Linked DNA regions of Mus musculus: region 2 is linked to region 1. The links are chromatin contacts, called in public HiChIP or PLAC-seq maps. All regions are on one chromosome and are shown on one strand. The core of a region is the stretch at or near the end of the contact, and the rest is flanking DNA. Distances in the headings are between cores, read along the strand shown. Region 1 overlaps Gm42112 (a long non-coding RNA gene). Region 2 has its middle 18 kb from the start of Art3.

What was found. HiChIP or PLAC-seq counts read pairs in DNA pulled down with a chosen protein or histone mark.
Region 2: an HNF4G HiChIP or PLAC-seq map of pancreatic cancer cells shows a contact between it and region 1. The contact joins two enhancer-like sites. A contact is called at or near these places in 2 of 39 promoter capture datasets (embryonic stem cells and pre-B cells), 6 of 115 datasets of contacts at active chromatin or transcription factors (bone marrow-derived macrophages, effector CD8 T cells, intestinal villus epithelium and 3 more) and 2 of 9 other capture datasets (adipose tissue and liver).

Annotation. Positions count from the first base shown.
Region 1 is chr5:92,219,174-92,222,102 of GRCm38.p6, forward strand. The region is part of intron 1 of Gm42112 (a long non-coding RNA gene); the gene reads left to right. Among named protein-coding and RNA genes, the nearest start is that of Gm42112, 4.1 kb to the left of the region's middle. Within about 2 kb of position 1,383, at least 67 of the 459 cell types and tissues checked have an H3K27ac peak or open chromatin away from gene starts, as enhancers often do. A contact at or near this core is called in pancreatic cancer cells, where this site is marked.
Region 2 is chr5:92,367,277-92,370,205 of GRCm38.p6, forward strand. It overlaps a transcript of Art3 not described here. Among named protein-coding and RNA genes, the nearest start is that of Art3, 18 kb to the right of the region's middle. Within about 2 kb of position 1,370, at least 64 of the 459 cell types and tissues checked have an H3K27ac peak or open chromatin away from gene starts, as enhancers often do. A contact at or near this core is called in pancreatic cancer cells, where this site is marked.

The DNA.
Region 1 (2,929 bases), core at 133-2,632:
CAGAAGGAAGGGCCAAGCTATCGGAGTACCAAAACCCACTATGAGCAGAGCCGCAGGGTTCAGATTAGACTTCCATTAGTCTGTGTGGCGGCAGAACGGACCCGGAGAATAACCACAGGATTCAGCCCGACATGGTGGCTCATCTGTGATGGAATCCAAGGTCCCCTCTTCTGATGTGTCTGAAGACAGCTACAGTGTACTCATATACATAAAAAAAAAAAAAAAAAACGAAAGAAAAAGAGCCTGCAACTAAATTCTATTTACTTGCCTAAATAAAGAGATGCCCCTGCTTTGATGCAAAGCACTGGCGCCCAGCAGCAAGACGCTGAAGGCAGGAGAGATTTGCATTCAATCTAGATGGTGGTGGTGTAGTGCTGTGGACTGTTGCTATGGAGATCCCAGAGACCAGCCAGCCACACGGAACCTTTACACTCGGGAGCTCAGTCTGATGGTTGAGGGTCGTCATTGGCAGGCAAGGCGAGTCTCAAACATGACCTCTGAGTAAGCACTAGCACTTTCACCAGGGGGCTTCCTAGAAATGCTACTGAGCTGTTAAAATGTTTTTATGCCCATAAGGTAGATGTAGTATGATGTCTATCACTTTAAAGTTTACACTTCAGCGGCATTAAATGTATTTAGGGTTTTGTTTTTGTTTATGTGTGTGCAAAAATCATCTTGAGAACATTTTCATTTCCCAAACTGAACCCTAATCAGACCTGGAAACAAGTCCTGCGGGTGAGTCACAGGCAAGTTCCAGGCTAGGGGACTTCTGAGCGTGATTAACACAGCTGAGGCTCACAGCTCTGCATCGCTTACCCAATTACTTCATGCCTCAACTCCTCCAAGCTTGCCAGGAATTGAGGAAGTGGCTCTTATCACACACCTCAGGATCCAGTCAAGGGAATGGTCAAGGCATTTTACTCAAGGTTGCAGGGATGCAAAGGGACCCTTTGAGCTTCCGTCTGGGTGAAAACGTCTCACCCAGGTGTCTGTCGAATTTGAGGGTGTGCCTTGAAGAAAAGTAACCCTTGGATAAAATGAGAAATACTTCTCTCTTTAGCTTCCCAAGACTTGTGTAGCGGGTAGAGCCTTGACAAGTCTGGACTTTCACAGTGTCTATCTCTCTAGAAACTCTATTCTCTTGCACAAGGCTTTTGTATAGTCCAGCTCAACATAGTCCTCATTTGAAACACTCTGGAGCAGATAGAGTCACCAAAAAGGAAGCTGAAATTGCAAAGCTCTGGGCAGGGTGTTGGGGTGTGGCCAGACTCCCTGCTGGCGCCAAGGCTCCCAGGTTCAAGAGCTCTGCATGACTCAAGTGTATGAGCCAAAAGCCCCTGGCCTGGAGTGTGTGTGACTCAGGAGCTGGGCTGGGGTCTACATCAATTACAGAGGAAGCTAAGAGCTTTACCAAAGCCAAAACCTAGTGTAACCAGGCGGGATACAGCCCACAGAGGGCACAGACACACACTGGAAAATTCCACTGGAGACATCTGAAATGAACTGGCTCTTGAGTCAGCAACTGGCAGGTCAGCTGCGACCAGATAGGTACAAAGATGAACAACTGACCAGAGCCTGCCCTTCCAGAACACCCGGAGAGCACATCCAGACACTGAAAACTGCTCATACGAGAATGAGCTAAGTGTGAGCGTGTGTGTGTGTGTGTGTGTGTGTGCATGTGTGCTTGTGCGTGCGTGTGTGTCCCATACCTGAATCCCAACACTTGGAAGCTAAAGGATCAGCTTAGTCTAAACATATATGGTCACATTTAAAAATAAAAAGAATGGATTTAACCAAGCCGGATCTTAATGCCTCTGAACTACATCGACCAAAGAGCAATCACATAGTCGATTATATTGCCTAATGGGTAGAACCAGCGTTTGTGATATCATTTACAATTCTGTTTGTTTGTTTGTTTGTCTTTTGCTTTTTTCGAGACAGGGTTTCTCTGTGTAGCCCTGGCTGTCCTGGAACTCACTTTGTAGACCAGGCTGGCCTCGAACTCAGAAATCCACCTGCCTCGGCCTCCCAAGTGCTGGGATTAAAGGCGTGCACCACCACTGCCCGGCATCATTTACAATTCTTGTGCCCAGGACATATTTGAAGAGATTCTGAGCTACTCAGTCTAGATAACACTCAAGTCCTGGCATTTTTTAAAGTTCTCTGTGATTGAGAACCACTGAATCAGACAAAGAAGGGCAATCAAGTTGCATTGCTTGGTCTAACCCCCAGAACTTCTCTAGTTAGCATGCTTGCTTGCCTTCACTGGCCGCTTCTGGTCAGCTAAAGCTCTGGCTTTCTTTAGGATAGACAGATGTAAAAAAAGAAGTCATTTTGCTTATGTTTGCAAAGCTAAAGGTTAAGGTCACTCATGGGCCCTAGCCAGCGATGCTTAGGGATCCTTCCCTGGACCTTGTTCGCATAGTAATTTACTTTAACAACCTTCCTGACTTCCCTGGAAGATAGTTTATGATAGCCTCTTCCCAGGCAAGGGAACCTTTGCTTAATGAGATTAGGTGCTTTTGTAAGGGTCAGATTCGAAGAATGATACCTCAGACTCAAATAGTATGTAAACGCAAAGGATGTCTTATTCTGCAGAAGTCCAGCATGCTGGGGCCTCTCATTACCAGAATAGAGAGACAACCAAGTGAGCCAGGCTTGATTTAAAGCATATTAGGGAATTCTGGGTAGGTGACCTCTATGTTAATGTGTTGGGTCCATCTCTATGGACATTCCATTACTATAGAGATGTGTGGGGGCTGGAAACTTGCTGGGGGAGGTCTGGAAACTGTTGCTGAGGAAGTCTGGAAACTGCTGCTGACCCATTGTCCTTGCCTCAGGTGAGGTGTTGGGGCAGCTCCTGAGGCCTGGATTTGCTTGGAATTGTTCAGTTCTTGGAAACAGAGACTTAGGCCTAGTCTCCTTAAGT
Region 2 (2,929 bases), core at 120-2,619, 150 kb after region 1:
AGTAAAAGCAACTGAAAATAATTTAAGCAAAATATTTTATGTAACTCAAATCATAAAATCTATTGCCTAATGAACAATAAATAAAGTGAGATTTTATTTATTTTTTGATTAAGTGTTCAAATTGGACCAATCGCATGCCAAAGACTTGGTGCTCATAGGTGCTTATTAACTGCCATACTGGACGGGAGGACCTAGTGAGTGCACGCATTGCATGTTTCGTGTGTCCTGGCTGCCGCGATGCTCACTCTAAAGTAGCTCAGGGTGAAGGACAACAGCAGGAACCATGATTTTGCTTCACAGAGCTGACGTTCCAGGTGGTCCCGAGCCCCCACTATGAGTGCTGAGAACTGAACTCGGGTCCTCTAGAAGAGCAGTTTGTTCTCTTAACCACTGAGCCATCCCTCCAGCCTCCTAAACGCCACGTTCTGTCCTCCCAGTGCTATCGGCCTCTTTTGTTGTTATTTCTCAAGTTGGACTATATTGGCCACCTACTTAAAAGTTTCCCATTGAATTTAAAGGAATATCCCAGGAAATGAGTCTAATTTCTGTCTTTTTTTTTTTTTTTTAAAGTATTATCTGTGTGGTCTACTGAGCTTTCTGTTCCTGTAATAAAACACTATGACTGGAAGAACCTGGGAGGAAAAGGGCTTATTTCCGCTTATAGGTCACAGTCTGACATTGAGGGAAGCCAGGGCAGGAGCTCAAGCAGGCCCTGAAGCAGGACTGTGGAAGAATACTGTTTCTCCTCCCCACTGCCTTGCTTCTCGCTCACTTCAACACACATCCCAAGACTTCTGAGGAATAGTTCTGCCCACAGTGGGGTGGGCCCTCCTCACATGAGCCAGGAATCAAGACAGACCTGACCACAAGGCAGTCTGATGGATGCAGTTCTTCAGTTAGGGTTTCCCTCTTACCAGGTCGCATTAGGCAGTGTCAAGTTGACAATAAAAACTTAGCCACACAGTGTGGTCCATGTGAGCTTTAGCAATGCTTCGAGATGACTTGTTGACTTTAAAACACCAGGGCTGAGGGTGCAGCTCAGAGGTAGAACGCTTGCCTAATGTATCTGTAGGCTCTATGATTGAGTCCCAAAATTCCCTGCATAGTTTCCGGATCTAAAGAGATGAATGCACGTCACCTAAGTATACCGTTAACTCTCCATTCAGTAAGTTTCAGAAATGCACAGGGACCCCCCCCCCCCCACCAAATGTCAGTGCCAAGGTCTTTCCTTCAGTTCAGTTGCGAAACGTGGACCAGAAATGGAAACTCTAACATCTCCTTTTATTAGAAATCAGCGTGATGTAACAGGATCCTGTTTGAGGTTATAGAAGACGGATGACTCACTCCTATGGAAAAGATTGCCAGAAGTCCAGAATAACGTGCCGGGACTGAAGAGAGCGATAGCCAAATGCAGATCCTGTAACCTTATGGCAGTACAACACCTGCTGTTCTTTTCTATAACAACACAGTCATCTTAGAGAGCGTAGTGAATTTTGTTATTGTTAAGACATTACCACTGTGATTTCCTGACATTACAATACTGACCCAGTAGTCAGGAAAACCCTATACACTGTGTTCAGAGTGTCTGTCAGACCCTGAGTAAGACCACAATGAAGGAAACAAATAGAAACTAGAAAGAAATCATAAAAACACAAAAGTCCACGAAAACACAGAAAAAAAATGTGCATTTTTTTTGTTGCCTAAAAGAACCCCAAAATGAGGGTGATTTTTGAAGAAGAAGAAAAAAAAAGTTGTTTCTGAACTTAAGCTTAATCTTCCTATAATTTGACATAGAAAATGTTTTCAAAACCCGCATTCCGCTTATGCTGTCTGGTATCTGAAATAGATCTGTCAGGGGGTCACATTTTATAAGCACCACTTCGTGTTTGATGTGTGCTGTCCCAGACATTACAGCATTGGGCATGCGCACAGGAAGGAGGGGCCGTTGCAGTAGTCCCCACTGTCTGACTGACCACCCCATGCTTGAGAGAACCATTATGAGTCATGGTTCCCTGCCTTGCCAGCAGGGACAGAGTCACAGCTGCGGCTCAGCTCACACACACAGGCTGTGCTGAACGTCTGGTGCTAAAGGGACTCACTTTAGTGTCTGAAAGGGAGAGGGAGAGAGACAGCTTTCAGCTCCCAGAGATCGGAGATTTAAAAAGCTGTTTATTTTGTGTGTTCGCATGTTCACATGTCATTGCGTACACATATATATGCATGCAGAGGGCTGAAGTTGATGCCGATCGTCTTCCTGAATTCCTCCATTTTATTGGTTTAGGTGGGTTTTCTTGCTGAACCCAGAGCATGCCAATTCCGGCTGGTCTAGTTACCCAGCTTGCCCTGAGGATATCCTTAAGGATGCCCTGGCACTGGGACTATGGGAGCTCTGTCACATCGGCCTGGCTTTTATGTGGGTTCTGGGATGTGGACTCCAGACCTCATCTCTGCCAGGCAAATATCTGCTGCATTGAGCCATGACCTCAGCTCCTGATAAACGGGTATTGAGAGTTAGATCTACTGTACCTGTTTACACTGTCTGGTGTCAGCTGTCTCCAGCTTGTTCCTGCCCTTAAGAGACTCTTATTGGCTGTGTTAAATCTACTGTGTGGTTTGCTCTGTTAAGCTGTGGGTGGTTTTGTTGTTGTTGTTTTGTTTTGTTTTGTTTTGTTTTTAACCATAACCCTAAATTGACTGAGTTTGAGCTACAGAGAATTTGAGCTGAATATTTCTCTACCTTCCTAGAAAAAAATTATCAGATATAATAGTAGTCATTGTTTGCTTTTTTTGTTTTAACCCAGGAAAGCACAGTACATCAACATTGTTTTATGTATGATGAGACCCGTTTGTCTAGGGATGTTACTTTTCATGAAATCCACTGCCAAGCTAATTATATTAGTACATAAGTAACCCACGCCAAGCTGTCCAC